2 separate regions of the Hordeum vulgare genome follow, and region 2 is linked to region 1. A link is a contact called in public Hi-C data. All regions are on one chromosome and are shown on one strand. The core of a region is the stretch at or near the end of the contact, and the rest is flanking DNA. Distances in the headings are between cores, read along the strand shown. Region 1 holds the start of LOC123399376. Region 2 holds the start of LOC123399386.

Region 1 (7,089 bases), core at 3,249-5,748:
CCTCTTCGCCTTCCATTCTCTTCGGGTGGTGAAAACCTTAATAAAGAGACGTGGCTCTAATACCAATTGAAAGGATTGATATGGTTGACTAGAGGGGGGTGAATAGGCAACTACCAAGTTTTAGCTTTTCTAAATAAATACGGAGTAGCAATCATAAAGGTTCACTAACATGGCACTAGGAGGACAACCTATATGATGCTACTTAGTAACGAGTAACGAAGCACGTAGGAGATACTCTACAACACCAACATATACAAAGTAAAGGTAAGAGATAACCACAAGTGGAACCGATGAAGACGAGGATGTGTTACCGAAGTTCCTTCCCTTTGACACGAAGTACGTCTCCGTTGGAGCGGTGTGGAGGCACAATGCTCCCCAATAAGCCACTAGGGCCACCATATTCTCCTCACGCCTTGGAGATCCTCCGAGGGGCGTCGAGTCATCTTGTGCCTAGAGGAGAATATTCGGAAATGCTGAGGACACAAGATTAGTCCGCACAACAATTGTCATCAATCACTAAAACCACTTAGGAGAAATATGCCCTAACAGTCGTCACCAACACTCCTCTCATCGGAGGGGACTCATCACCATCAACATCTTCATCAGCACCATCCCATCTCCAAACCCTAGTTCATCTCTTGTAACCAATCTCCGTCTCGCGACTCCGGTTGGTACTTGTAAGGTTGCTAGTAGTGTTAATTACTCTTTGTAGTTGATGCTAGTTGGATTACTTGGTGGAAGAGTTTATGTTCAGATCCTTGATGCTACTCATTACCTCTCTGGTCATGAATATGATTATGCTTTGTGAGTAGTTACTTTTGTTCCTGAGGACATGGGATAAGTCTTGCTATAAGTAGTCATGTGAATTTGGTATTCGTTCGATATTTTGATGTGTTGTATGTTGTTTTTCCTCTAGTGGTGTTATGTGAACATCGACTACATAACACTTCACCATTATTTGGGCCTAGAGGAAGGCATTGGTAAGTAGTAAGTAGATGATGGGCTGCTAGAGTGACAGAAGCTTAAACCCTAACTTATGCGTTGCTTCGTAAGGGGCTGATTTGGATCCACTGGTTTAATGCTATGGTTAGACTTTGTCTTAATTATTCTTTAGTAGTTGCGGATGCTTGCGAGAGGGGTTAATCATAAGTGGGATGCTTGTCCAAGTAAGGGCAGCACCCAAGCGCCGGTCCACCCACATATCAAACTATCAAAGTAACGAACGCGAATCATATGAACATGATGAAAACTAGCTTGACATAAATTCACATGTGTCCCCGGGAGCGTTTTACCTCCTATAAGACTTTGTCCAGGCTTGTCCCTTGCTACAAAAGGGATTGGGCCACTTTGTTGCACCATTGTTACTTTTGTTACTTGTTACTTGCTACGAATCTTCTCACATACCGATAATTTCAGTGCTTGCAGATATTACCTTGCTAAAAACCACTTGTCAGATCCTTCTGCTCCTCGTTGGGTTCGACACTCTTACTTATCGAAAGGACTACGATAGATCCCCTATACTTGTGGGTCATCAGGCCACTGCTTTCACTCACAACATCTTCAAACTGCATGGCCTCCCATCTGTCATTGTTACAGACAGGGACATGATCTTTACCAGTAATCCGTGGGAAGAATTATTCAAGAGATTGGGCATTAAATTGTAGATGAGTACCTCCTACCACCCACAATCAGATGGCCAAACAGAAAGGGTAAATCAGTGCTTGGAAAACTATCTCAGATGCATGGCCTTCCTTCAACCTAGCAAATGGATGAGTTGGCTCTCTTTGGCTGAATGGTGGTACAACACCAGCTATCATACATCTTTGAAAATTACACCCTTCCAAGCACTTTACAACAGACCCCCTACAATGCTAGCAGAAGTTGCCCTGTACCCACCTGATCAAGCTCAGGAGTTCACTTCCATCCTTAATGCAGAATAGATTGCTGCTCAAATTAAAGCTAACCTGGTCAAGGCTCAAGAGAGAATGAAGCATTTTGCTGACAAGAAAAGATCAGAAAGATCCCTGGCAGTGGGAGATATGGTCTACCTCAAGTTGCAACCCTACAGACACACTACACTTAGTGTTCACAGATGCCTCAAACTTCACTCCAAATATTATGGTCCTTTTAGGATCATACAAAAGATTGGGCCTGTAGCCTATAAGCTACTACTTCCTGACCATTGCAAGCTCCACCCACCTTCCATGTCAGTCAGCTAAAGCAACACCTGGGCCCAAAAGCAATACCCAACCCCAACCTCCCTCTTCTGCATGCCAATGGATCCATCCTACTGGAACCAGAGAAACTGCTGGAGAGAAAGCTCATTCCGAGAGTTCAGGGCGATATCCAAATACTTGTGGTTCGATGGTTGATCAAGTGTACAAACCTGGAGGAGAGCGACGCTACTTGGGAAGATGCCACTTTCATCCAGAAGGTGTTTCCAACATTCATCCCTGGGGACAGGTCTGTTGTCAATCGGGGGGAGTTGTTAGGACCCAGCGAGGAAGAAGGCGCGGCTGTTCAAAGTTTGAATGATGGCGCCAAGCAACCTCAGCCACCCATCGACGATCCAACGCTCCAGCGACTCCCGTACCGCTTCGCTCGTGCCAGACGCAACCTGCCACGTTGATCGTCAATCCAAGGGTTGCGCTTCGCTCCCGCGTCGCTATAGCCATCCGGCACCAGCGTCGAGCGCCGGCCACCTTTCTTACCATGCTTTATCATTTTTAATGCGTTTGTTTGGCTATAAAGCCATGATTCTCAGCTTGTGGAGCTCATGTGATATTTCTAGGGTTTCCCACTCTGCGCCGCCAGTGTTCCTGGTCGGCTTAGGTGCCTCCTCCTGTAAGCTACCTTCGGCAATTTGCCCATGAAAATACCATCGATGCACTCTGCTCCTCTCTGAATATGTTCCTAGACTAGCTGGGTCTAACATGTCATGGATAGTGCAGACATTGACACGAGTTGACAAGGAAAAACCCAGGTCTCATGCCACGCAGGTTCAGCAGTACCATCTCGAACAAGGACGTGTTTGCACAAGATCAGAGCGGACCGCGACGGGGGGGGGGGGGGGGGGGGGCGAGAGGCGGCAGCTTACCACGACGGGATCAGGTGTACCGGTCCTGCCGCACGGACATGAGGCGATGGAGCGCCAGCAGCCCCATGGTACGACGGCGGCGATAGCTCCTCGGGTCGGCGGCGGCCTTGCTTGCTCGCTCTATTTTTCTTCCCTTTTCTAGGGCTTCTCGCTCGCTCTATCTATCTAACAGCAAAGCCCGTGTATTTTTTTCTTTGAGTATGCAGGCCCATGTAGTTGGGTTGCCTTTGGGAGCAACCAGAAACTATGCGGGCCGTAGCCCGTCAGCAAGTTTACTCAAAACAGGTCCCATCCATTAAAATATTGTGAAGACTAAAAAAATTTAAAATATCATGAAAGCCCGTCATCCGAACTCAATAATTAAGAAGCATTATTTGTAAAGGTCATTCTTACCTCCCCAGTATCCCTAACAAAAACTCTCACCTTCCAGGTTATGACAAGTGACACACTGCATGTGCGTCAGTTGTCACAACCTGCGAGTTTTCCAAAAAAAATCGGAGATACATTTATTTAGATTGTTTTATCTCTTAAATCGTGCATACAAATCTCAAACCGTTTCGTCGTTGCATTCCTCATATCAAAATCTTTAAAACTACATCCTATGTTGATATGTTTTGATGAATTTTGTTTTTATAGAAAAAACTAGACAAAAAATCCGAACCAAAAGCACGTTTTTTTCATTTCCGAAAGAGTCATGAATGTGCGTCTTGTGGAAGTAAATTCATGCCTCCATGAAACCTAAACCCGTGCCTCTTAAGAAAGAAAAAAAGAACACATTTTTCTCGTTTAAGAGAGGCACGATCGTGCCTCTCTAAAGCAAAAGAACATGTTTTTTCGTTTTCAAGATCACGCGGAAGAAAAAACACGTTTTTTTTGGTTCCGAGGTTTGCGGAAGCAAAACGATACCTCTCACAAAGGAAAAAACCGTATTTTTTCATTTTCTATAGACACGACCCTGCTCTCACAAAAAAAAAACATTTCCAAAAAGCATGGACGTGCCTTTTACGGATGAAAAATGCATTTTTCACACAAAATTTTAATTTAAAAAAAATCAAAAAGCGAATAAAGACTGATGATAACCAAAAACCAAAAAAAAATCTATGGAAATTAAATTTTTCTAAAAAATCCTTTAAAATACTCCCTCCGTCCCATAATTCTTGTCATTTTTCAGTTCAAATTTAAACTAAAACAACGACAAGAATTATGGAACGGAGGGAGATTCATGGTGGAATCTGAGAGAGCGTCAAGTGACATGCTCTTATCCCATTTCAAATGGTCTTGAAATTCTTCCGACGCAGCGCTCATTTGCTAAAAAAAGGGGTTGTAAGCCAAAGTCCAAAACCCTACAAAGCTCCTATTTACGTACACTGTGGGCCACTATTGTATAACGGCAATGAAAACTCGCACGAACGGGCCATTCGCCATGCGCCCGTCAAGAGCCCACGGGCCACAGCCATCGTCGCCTCCTCGGCTCCATCCGGCGAGAGTAGACCCCAATCCCCTCCGCCTCTTCCTGCCTCTGCGGAGCCTGAGCATCTCCGGCCTCCCTGCTACCCACGTCCCCGCCCCATCCTCGCATCTCCCCGCCCCCCGCCGGATTGGCTCGATCCGGAGACCCAAGTCTGAAGGTGCGAATCCCCCGTTCTCTCCGGTGTCTAATCCGGGCTGCTCCGAAATACTAGTAATCTGTACCACCTTCGCTCCACTATAGTAGGTGCACAGGAACTTGATAGTATGAAGCGTAGATTGCCCATGGCCTCCGGTGCTGCCTTGCTGTGATCTTTTGAGTGCTCAAGTCCAGTGTGTCTACTGGCGAGGTGGCCTTATCTGCTGTCTACAGGGATCCGTGGTAGCACTAACAGCTCGGTTTTCTGCTGACCAGTTTGCTGCTCGTGCTTGAAATGTTCATGGTTTGTGAGGGGAATTCAGTTGTTGTAGTAGCACATTCTGGGAAGTCCACAGGTTTAGCTTGTATGCAGTTTCGTTATAGCATACTCTGTCAAGTGTGTGCTCAGTATGTTCGAACTAGTAATTTCATATATTCAGACAGGGACCTTTCTTCCTGTTATTTTGTCGTCAAAGCCAAAAGGAGTGATGCCAATTTGCTAAAGGTCGATTTGTTCATCAGGCTCTATGCTCTCAATCTCCTGGCCTGGCAGAGTATTTTCTCATAGCAAAATTGCATACTTATATATACAATCTATAGCTCTTCTGCAACATGTGTTGGTCATCTTAAAGTGATGCTACTGTCACATGATGCATCTACTTCAGTGTGCTGTCTTGTTTTTATTTGAGATGAAATCAATTGTCCCATGTTCCACTAATTCTTACCTGGTCCTCTGACCATGTTTTTCAGTTTATACTTGGTGCCACTGGAAGCGGATGCTGCTGCGTTACACGCCCGCTATATGTTTGCAACGCTGCACTTATACCATGTATTCTCAGCCTGGTCAGTTACTAGGAGGATTGTCACAGAGCATGGCCTTCTGGAAGCATTCTCGCTCACATGCAGTCAGTTATCACACAAAAATGGGGTTAGTTAGTCTTTCTCCTAAGAGCACAACATCATCTCGTCTGCAAAATGGGGCATGCTTTGCCTGCTTGGAGCAACAGTCTAAACATGGATTATCAGCGAGAGATCGTATCCTACATGCTAAGCTTGACATGACCTCACATCGCAAGTTTTCTAGTATTAGCTGGAACTCGCGAACAACCAGAAGTTCAGCACAAAAAATAGGAGGTACATGCACTGCACTTTTCTTGAGTTTCGCAGTTTCTGGGATAGCAAATGCTGAGGGTCCGGTGGATAATGACATTGATTCCAAAACATCCACTAGTTGTGCTCATGGGAAGAAAGTTTACACAGAGTATTCTGTCACTGGTGAGTGTGTGGAACATTTTGCTTCTATATATATTATGCTTATATGCACGTAGTCAAAGCATAAAATCACTTTGTGACTATCTCACACGAGACCCGCAGGCATTCCTGGGGACGGTAGATGCTTGTTTCGTTCTGTGGCTCATGGTGAGTGCATTAGGTCAGGGAAACCCATACCTAATGAGAATCTTCAGAGAAAGCTCGCTGATGATTTAAGAACATTGGTATGTTTATAATGTAAAGCTGATGTCATACTTTTGATGAATATTGTTCTCAACACTGAAGATATTTTTTCTTGCTTAGTCATGTCTGAAATTTGTAGATAACTTTTCTATTGTTAGGTTGCTGATGAGTTTATCAAGAGACGGACAGAGACTGAATGGTTAGTTCCTTATCCTGCTGTTGTTCTTTCTTCACAGCAATGTTGTGCTACACGTATGCTTACCCTTTGTTGTAACATCAATTTGCAGGTTTATTGAGGGCAATTTCGATACATATGTCTCTCAGATTAGGAAGCCACATGTGTGGGGAGGAGAGCCAGAATTGCTCATGGCTTCTCATGTTCTTCAGTGAGTAATTTGACTATTTTTCTGTTGAGATAGGCTTTAAAAGATGAGTACTATTAGCCAGGATATCAGAATGTTTTCAAACTGTTTGCTATTTATCACTGCATGATCCTAATTGAGCACTTACAGTAAGTTGTTTCACTTTTACCTTAGCCGCGCGTCACAAGTCAGTGATACTGATGTAGCACAATATTTAAGTCTGAGTGTCTGACGTTTAAGGCTACTCCCCCTTGACCTTGTTTCTTCTTCTAATATTTGGTTTCCTAGTATATACGCACCTCAAGGTGCTGCGATTGTGGTTTTCTGTCTTCACCCCATTATTATATAGAAAAATAACGAGGAATGTTCCAATTGCCACGTCGATGAGAATCTATTACTGTAGTCCAACAAAGATAGCTCTTTTGTAGGTTTTGTTTTTAAATTCGCCCCTTTGCAACATTGAGGTACAAAGGCAGTAAGAATATCAATCATCGTTGTGTTTCAGGATGCCGATCACTGTTTATATGCGCGAAGAAGCAGCGGGCGGTTTGATAGCGATCGCAGAGTAT
Region 2 (7,639 bases), core at 1,137-3,636, 220 kb after region 1:
CAAGAACATGCTGGAGACTGTTGGAAGCTTCGTTCCCGAGCGGAGTCACCAAAAAGTGTGTCCGCACACAAACACATCAACGTGTACCCTCGACACCAGGGGTCATGCACCGCAACTCACGTCGAAGGAGACCCATCTGGAAGCGTGGTACGCAAGCAATCTGACGATCGCTTTTGAGGACCCGAAACCCCACCTGTCCGAGAGGGACTCCATCAGGGTGCGTAGTGGCTATGGGCTGCCCTAGGTCGGCCTGAGCGCCCCTAGGACCTCGTGGATTCGCTGCCCTCCAATATTGAAGAACGATGAAGAATGAGAAGAAGATACAAGGGGGATAAAAAAGTAGATGAACATGAAAAAGTAGTATAGATTGATTTGTTCGATTGGTGTTGTTCAATCGATTGTCACCTCTCATCTATTTATGAGGCGGCTGGACTTCCCGTATAAGAAAAGGACTCCAAATCCCGTCCAAATATTTCCAAAATTAACCGAACTCGAATTTAGGTAAGTCTAAGACAACAGTTTGGTTTTTGGGTCTCATAGGCTGAAAAAGACCTCGGATGAAGATGAGCCCAATATAAAACTTAACAATTTTGACGAGATGAACAATTTTCATGTTGAACATTTTTCGATTCAAAGATGTCTTGTGGACCGAAACGCTCATGCAAAACAAACAGTCAGGACGCTACCTACCAGACTCGCGTCACTTTTTGGCTCGTGGTAGGGCCACACTCCGATGGCTCTACCTTTTGCATACGATCTCGGATTGAGATGATTTTTATATCAAAACCGATCGTTTCAATGAGACGAAGACAACCCATGTCGAACATTTTCTCATAGAAGATTGTCTTGGGGGATTAATCGATCGAATAGTACTCTGAATATGAAATATCAGTACTTTGAGCATAGTTTCGGCCTTTCAAAGGAGATCGGACAACGATGGCCCAAACTTCAAAGATATTTTTATGTCAATACTATGAAACTTTTTCATGTAGAGGACTTCTTAATTTGAATCCATGTTAATAATATTTTTCCTCGTTTCAAAATCTAATGCCAACAATAGGAAGTTGGAGTAAAAAAAATTACTCCCTTAACATTTTTAGGATCGCCTCGGTCCATCGTAAGAAAGTAAACCGAAATTTTTACTCCTTTATGGCCTGTTAGGAATCGACTAGAAATGGTTTAAGGTCTGATTTTATATTAGTTTTTGGAAAATGATAATGTCCACATATATGGCTGTTTGCATTTCGTCCATACACATCTATTCATGTTAATTCTATTTTGCACAAATCTTAAAAAAAATTGTTGAAATTTCAATACAACGTAGGCATCATCGTATGTGTGGACGTTGGAGAATTCGTTCACACGATCCACAACATGCGGTTGCCAGCTGCGCTGTGTGAGCGAACCAATTTATGCCCACACAGTCACCATTTAGTCCATGCATGTGTGGGCGAACTGTCCTTCGCTCACACGAGCGCGTATGTTGTCAGATGACAATTGGAGTTGCGCTTACGTGACAACTACGTAAACACACATGACAATTATGATTCATTGCTAGATGACAACTGTAGCTGTACGTACGTGACAACCAGGTAAACACACATGGCAGCAACGATTAACCATACATGACCACTATGGTTGGACCATATTGATAACTAGGTAAACACACATGACAACTATCCCTGGGTAACTAAAATTTCATCCGGGGGTAACTATAGTTAACCAAAACAGAAAGAATTATCATGTTTTTACAACTGCAGTTGTCAGCCCGGATAACTAGAGTTGTCATTCACGGAGTAACTAAAATGTTAGCATGTGATACGAAGTAGGTGTGCCCACACGTGTGGGCGGTTCTACTATTCGCCCATACATGATCATGTGAACTGTCTTTTGCATACGCCATGCATCGTATGTGAACGAATGTCTAATATGCCACACGTGTGATGAATATCGGGACCCTAGTTTTTTCTTCAATACATAACCGAGCTGAACTACTAATTTCCGGGAACTCTATCCTTATTCAGACTTTCTGCGAGTAGGTTCATTTTGTGACGTGTGTGTTTGCGCCGATCGGCCGGCACAGCACGAGATGGTTTCAACAGACACGGCACGACACTGCACGGGGAGGTTGACACGACTCCGAAATCCAAACCCGTCGGTCGACGGCTAAACCAACGAGGCGGCCAGCCACTCCGGTCCACGCGGTAGCACGCCAGCTGCCGGCGGGGAGCCCGCTCCGCAGCGTCGCGGCCGCGCGAGCGCACCTGATGCGACGCGATTGGTCGGCTTCGCCCACCGCGTGCCGCCATGACGGCGACCTCACCCGGTCACCCCGTCACCCGTCGTGTCCCCCTCTCGTTAAATGGGAACCCTCTCTCGCCGCGCACGTACACACTGCCGGCTTGGCAAGCGCACGCGCACGCGCACGAGGAGCGAGCGCGCCGGCCGCTCTCCGGCGTCGTCCCAGGCCAAGGCTCCCTGCCCGTCTCCATCTCCTGGTCCACTCCCTTCCCCGCGCGCCTCACGGGCGGCACGTGACTGCTCCCCCTGCCGCCCGCACCACTAGCTTGCCCGCCGGCGCCGGCACAAAGCGGGCAGCGCGCGCGTGGTGACCGCTTCCGGGGGGGACAAGCGGGCCATGGAGCAGGAGGAGGGGAGGCGGAAGCGGGAGGCGGCGGTGGTGGTGGTGCTGGAGTGCGTGGCGGGGAGCTCCAAGGCGGAGGAGTGGGGCGGCGGGGGCGCCGTGGTGCAGGAGGGCGACGTGGTGGAGTCGGTCCGGGTCGGGCTGGGCTCCGGCGCGGCGTCCCTAGACGCGCCCTTCAAGGGCGGCCGCGCCGGGCTGCACAAGGCCCTCCACAAGGCGTTCAAGCGCGGCGACACCTCCGTCGAGGTCCGCGTCCGCGGCGGCAAGCACCTGCAGGCCTGCGTCCTGCCGCACCCCGGCGGCGCCAGCGCCCGGAAGCAGTACGTGCTCCGCTCCCTCCACGACCCCAACTACGTGCTCGGCTTCGGCGATCGCCTCGAGAGCGAGTGCCTCGTCCTCCAAGGTAAAATCACTAACCAGATCAACTCGATCACACACCCGGCTCTTCCTCACCCCCAAGAGCCATCCCTCAATTTTCATTCCCATCTGTTCTTCTTCCTGCTGAATCATCAATCATGGACTGAAATTGCGTGATCTGACAGTGATATCTACCACCAGTACTGAATTATGTATGAACTGGATAAATTTGCTGTCAATTCTCCATGTCAGAGTCGTATGCGTGCGTGGATATCTCAGCACGAGCGCCAGTAAGAAAAACATAGAGGAGTATCAGCCAGATAGATTCGATACGGGCTGGCTTTCAGCACGTACGCGTTGCCTATGTGTTCCACTCCACGTCAGTTGCGAAAAGACAAGCTTGCTGTCAAGTCTGGGGTTCAGACTAGATTGGGAATATCCTGATTGGCTGATCTTTCAGCAGCATTGTTGCAAGGCAAATATCCTGCATTTCATATTCACATTCGTTCTTGCACAATGCTAGAAAACTAATGTGCATTAACTGTCACTAACTAGAACTGATGATAGCAACATAAACAGAAAACAAAGGAAGCAAAGTGGAATGAGAAGATAATAAATTAGGGAGAACGGGAAGACGTTGCTGAAACATGTAAGGAAATTGGTCTGACAATAAAGAAATTGGCCATCTGTCTATGTAGGTGGTGGTCAATTCCTCGTGCGTTTCACTCGTTTTCTTGTCTTCGCTGGGGAATATGTCATGGTCGACTGTTGACGACGTGGTGGTCCTTGTAAACAGCCATCGTTTGTGGCTTCCTGGCAAGTTAATCGGGGTCCTTTGCAGTTGGTATGGTCTGAGTCTGACCATGTCGGAGTATGACTTAACATCCGCCTAGCAGTTTCTCGCAAACAATAAATAAATAAACTATCTACAGGTTGATGCTTACTATTCACTTCGTTTCTAAATATAAGTCTTTATAAAGATTTTACTACGAACTACTACATACGGAGTAAAATGATTGAATCAACACTTTAGAGTATGTCTATATACATCCGTATATAGTTTGTAGTGAAATCTCGAAAAAAGACTTATATCTAGAAACGAAGGGAGTAATTGCGACTGTTTAATGTCTACTTATCCTCACGATTTCTAGCTGTTCATTTTACGGCGAAATCATGCAAGTTCTCTTCTTTCAGAAAACCCTTTGGCAGTGCTTCTGAATACTTGATTGATGCTTCCTTTCGCAAACGATATATATCTTGCACACGGTACATTAAGCATGCGTTATTGTGAATTTGTGATGACCTTGATATGTAAAACATGTGTCTTCTCCATTGGCAAAAGGCACAAGAGGCACAAGGGTGGCATCGGCGCTGAGCCGGGCGCAGCTCCAGGACGGGTACGTCATGTATCCATGGGACAAGAAGATGCGCGACTCGCTGCGCACGCCCAACTCGAGCTGCTTCCTCTCCATGCTCGTCCTCCCCAAGGCGCTGGACCTGAACGCGTGCCGGTACGAGTCCTTCGAGGACACGTTGGCTCGCGCCAACACATGGCTTTACTCGTCGCAGGACTCGGGGATCCCCATCGAGTTCATGAACCTGCAGAGCGAAGCTCTTCTCACCAAGGTGACTTCAGAAGTTCCTTATGCTGAAACAGACTTTGAGACCTTTCAGTTGGTTTGCACCTGATAATAGCCAGTCAAGGTTCAGTTTGCTCGGATAGTGATTTCATCTTCACACCCTCAACTCAAATGCTCAGATATCTGGGGAGACGGCGTCTGCGACCGTCAACTCCGGGTCCTTGTCCGACATGTCGAACCTCGTGAACGCGACGCTCTACGGTTTCGAGGATTACCACGGGGTGGACATCGGCGTGGTGAAGGCGGCCCGGCTTTGGTACAGCTCCACGGCGGGAGAAATGCCGCTGGAGATCCAGCTTCAGGAAGGTGACACCAGGCTAGGATTCGCCGTCAGCCGCACCGAAGAGGTTCATTTCCAGTTTCCACTCCTTGTCGAATGAAAATTCAGTGACATTCAGTCAATGACGCACTTCAACATTCAGAAACATCCATCTAACCTAGCGCGGCATTTTATGTCTCATCCAGGGTTTCATCTACATATCATCGGTGGTCGACGACGACGAGGACAGCGAGGCGCCATCGACGCGGTCGGGGCTCCGCGATCTGTTCAACCGGGCGAAAGTGGCATCCAAACTGCTGATCATATCAAGGGTGTCCAACGAGAAGGTCCTCCCATGGATGATCTCCAGTTCAGGCGCGGTCCGTTGCTTCGACACCATCTCCCTCAGCCAGAAGCTCTCCCTGCACCGCCTCGCGCTGCAGCCTATCCAGCTACACCTGCTCATGTGGGAGAAGCCCGTCGGTGTCGCGCAGAGCGTCGTTCTTTCTCCGAAAATGCCCTTCCCGCTGTCGCTGCCTCCTCAGGTGCCCTTAAGCATCATCGACAGCCCTGAACATAGAGTAGATGCTGAGGAAGACTTCGTGTTGGATCCGTCGTTTCGGCTCGACGATTCTCCGGTCAGCAACTGGGTGTGATCTTGGTTTTCAGCTGGGTACTATGATCTCAGTTTTCCTGATGTGCGCATGTAATGCCTTCATCTTCTCTAGTTCTCTAGGGAGCCTTGCTCAGTTTGTCCTAGAGAAGTAGTGTTCAGAACCATTGTAGGTTTCTGAAGTAATCAGGGGAGGTGCTTCCATAGCACCTGAACATCATGTTGTGATACATAGTTTTCGTTCATCATGGCATAAACGATGGAGGAATATATATTACTCGTTTCATTGTACTCGGGTGCTCAATTGCCTACTCTGAATTTACTGACAAACATAGGATGAATCAACATACTGACATTAAGTTACCCACACACCACACTAGCTAGCCATCAGTTAAAAAAGCTCACAAAATGAACATGACAGACAGTAGACATAAAATGAACATGATAGACAGGTATGCTACTGGTCTAGCTGTGAGTTGTGAGGACCTTGCACTTGAGCACTCGATCTTGGACATAGAACCCCGGCATCACCATGATCTTCACCCTCAGCGGAAGCAGATCCTGAGTCTGCCGTCTGTCCGGTAGGATGTCCTCCATGTACGCCTGGTCGAACGCCCGGCCATCGTCGACCCGCAGGATGGGCAGCGGCGGCGCGAAGGAGAAGGCTAGCAGGTGGAGCAGCCAGACGCACTTGGTGGCGACGAAGAAGCACTGCAGCAGCTGCTCCGGCCACGGCCACGACCAGCTGAGCGCGGCCACCACGCAGCTCATCTTCTGGTCGCAGAACCGGCTGAGGTCCTCGCTGTAGTACCTGGTGCCCTTCCGCAGCACCTCGCTCCAGCTCAGGTTGCGCAGCGCCACGAAGGACGCGAAGCTCTCCCGCCGGTCCTGCCCGGGGTCCAGGTGCCTCGCCGCGCCGTTCCGCTGGAAGCTGGGGTTCTCGAATTCCTGGTACAGCGTCTGGTTCATGATCGCCTCCAGGTGGTAGAGCACGGCCTTGGAGCAGTGCCGGCCGGCGATGGCGAGCTGGTGCGGCTGGAGCAGCAGGTTCAGCTTGTCTGACAGCCCGTTGTCGGGCTCCTCCACCTGCTGGATGAGCGCCTTGCAGAGCTGCTTCACCGAGAGCCGGGCCTCGGACGCGATCTGCAGGAAGCCTTCCACCATGGCCTCGTGGCTCACCGGCATGCCGTCGCCGGGCAGCTCTCGGCTCGCCCCGATCGACCTCGACGACGACCGCCGCGAGTGGGACTGCGTGTCCGTGCCGCCGTTGTGATCCGTCGCTTGCCTCAGGGCCTTCTTGAGCTCCGAGCAGTAGGCTTCCAGGCTCATCATCTTGGTGGTCAGCTCGCCCAGCGACGACCTCATCTCGGCGGCGTCTTCCTGCGCGGCGTCCCGGTGGGCGTTGGCCTCCGCGAGCTCCTTCCTGAGCGAGTCCAGCGAGAGCAGCCCCCACTCCTTGAGGAGCTGCGACATGTTCCCGCGCTCTATGACGGCGGAACTCGGCGGCGGCGTCTCCGGCTTCGGCTTCTTCTTGGCCTTGGCGAAGAGCCAGGAGAGGATCTGCGAGCCTCTCTGCTTCGCCCTGGAGTGCGCCGACGCCGGGGGCTGGTGGCTGGACGAAAATGGCACTCGGCTGCTGCTGCTGAGGAACCTCAGAGCTTCCGCCTCGCTCCCGCCGTGGTCCCTGCCGATCGTCGCCGGCCGGAATGCGCCGCCGCACGACGACGGCACCTTGAACTCTGCATTCCTCCCTGTCGACGCCGGGAAACGGCCGGCCAGCGGCGCGGACTGCAGAAAGGCCGGGTGGATACGGTTGACGCCTCTGCTCCGGAGGTGATTCTCGCTGGATGAAGGGGCCGCGTAGTGGAAGTCGCTGTTGGAAGAGGAGAAGCCATTGATGCAGTCGTCGTAGTCCGAGTAGGCCGCCTCGTCGCCGCCGCGGTCCAAGGTGATGCCGCCCCAGTTTTCGGACCGGCTCCGGTTGTCATGGCAGATGTCGTTCAGTCCAGCCGCCATCGCCATGGGCTCCTCGTCGTAAGTCTGCACCATGCTCAGTTTAGCAAGCACAAGTCAGAAATCAAACCCTTCCTTCTCATAGGGGCGAATTAGAAACCGTATAAATCCGT

The links. Hi-C and Micro-C count contacts between places; a contact is called where the count stands out from the background.
Region 2: a contact with region 1 is called in a Hi-C map of seedling, with 4 times the contacts expected there. The contact joins the promoter of LOC123399386 here to the promoter of LOC123399376 in region 1. A contact is called at or near these places in 2 of 6 Hi-C or Micro-C datasets (leaf and seedling).

Annotation. Positions count from the first base shown.
Region 1 is chr5H:477,492,723-477,499,811 of MorexV3_pseudomolecules_assembly, forward strand. LOC123399376 reads left to right here and starts at 4,499. Exons shown (of 7, transcript XM_045093791.1): 1 at 4,499-4,725; 2 at 5,454-5,978; 3 at 6,078-6,199; 4 at 6,317-6,357; 5 at 6,446-6,544; 6 at 7,026-7,089. The coding sequence starts at 4,521.
Region 2 is chr5H:477,712,845-477,720,483 of MorexV3_pseudomolecules_assembly, forward strand. LOC123399386 reads left to right here and starts at 2,387. Exons shown (of 4, transcript XM_045093800.1): 1 at 2,387-3,047; 2 at 4,344-4,627; 3 at 4,761-4,988; 4 at 5,107-5,804. The coding sequence starts at 2,639. The coding sequence ends at 5,556. LOC123399385 (IRK-interacting protein-like) reads right to left here. Exons shown (of 2, transcript XM_045093799.1): 2 at 5,762-7,553. The coding sequence ends at 5,979.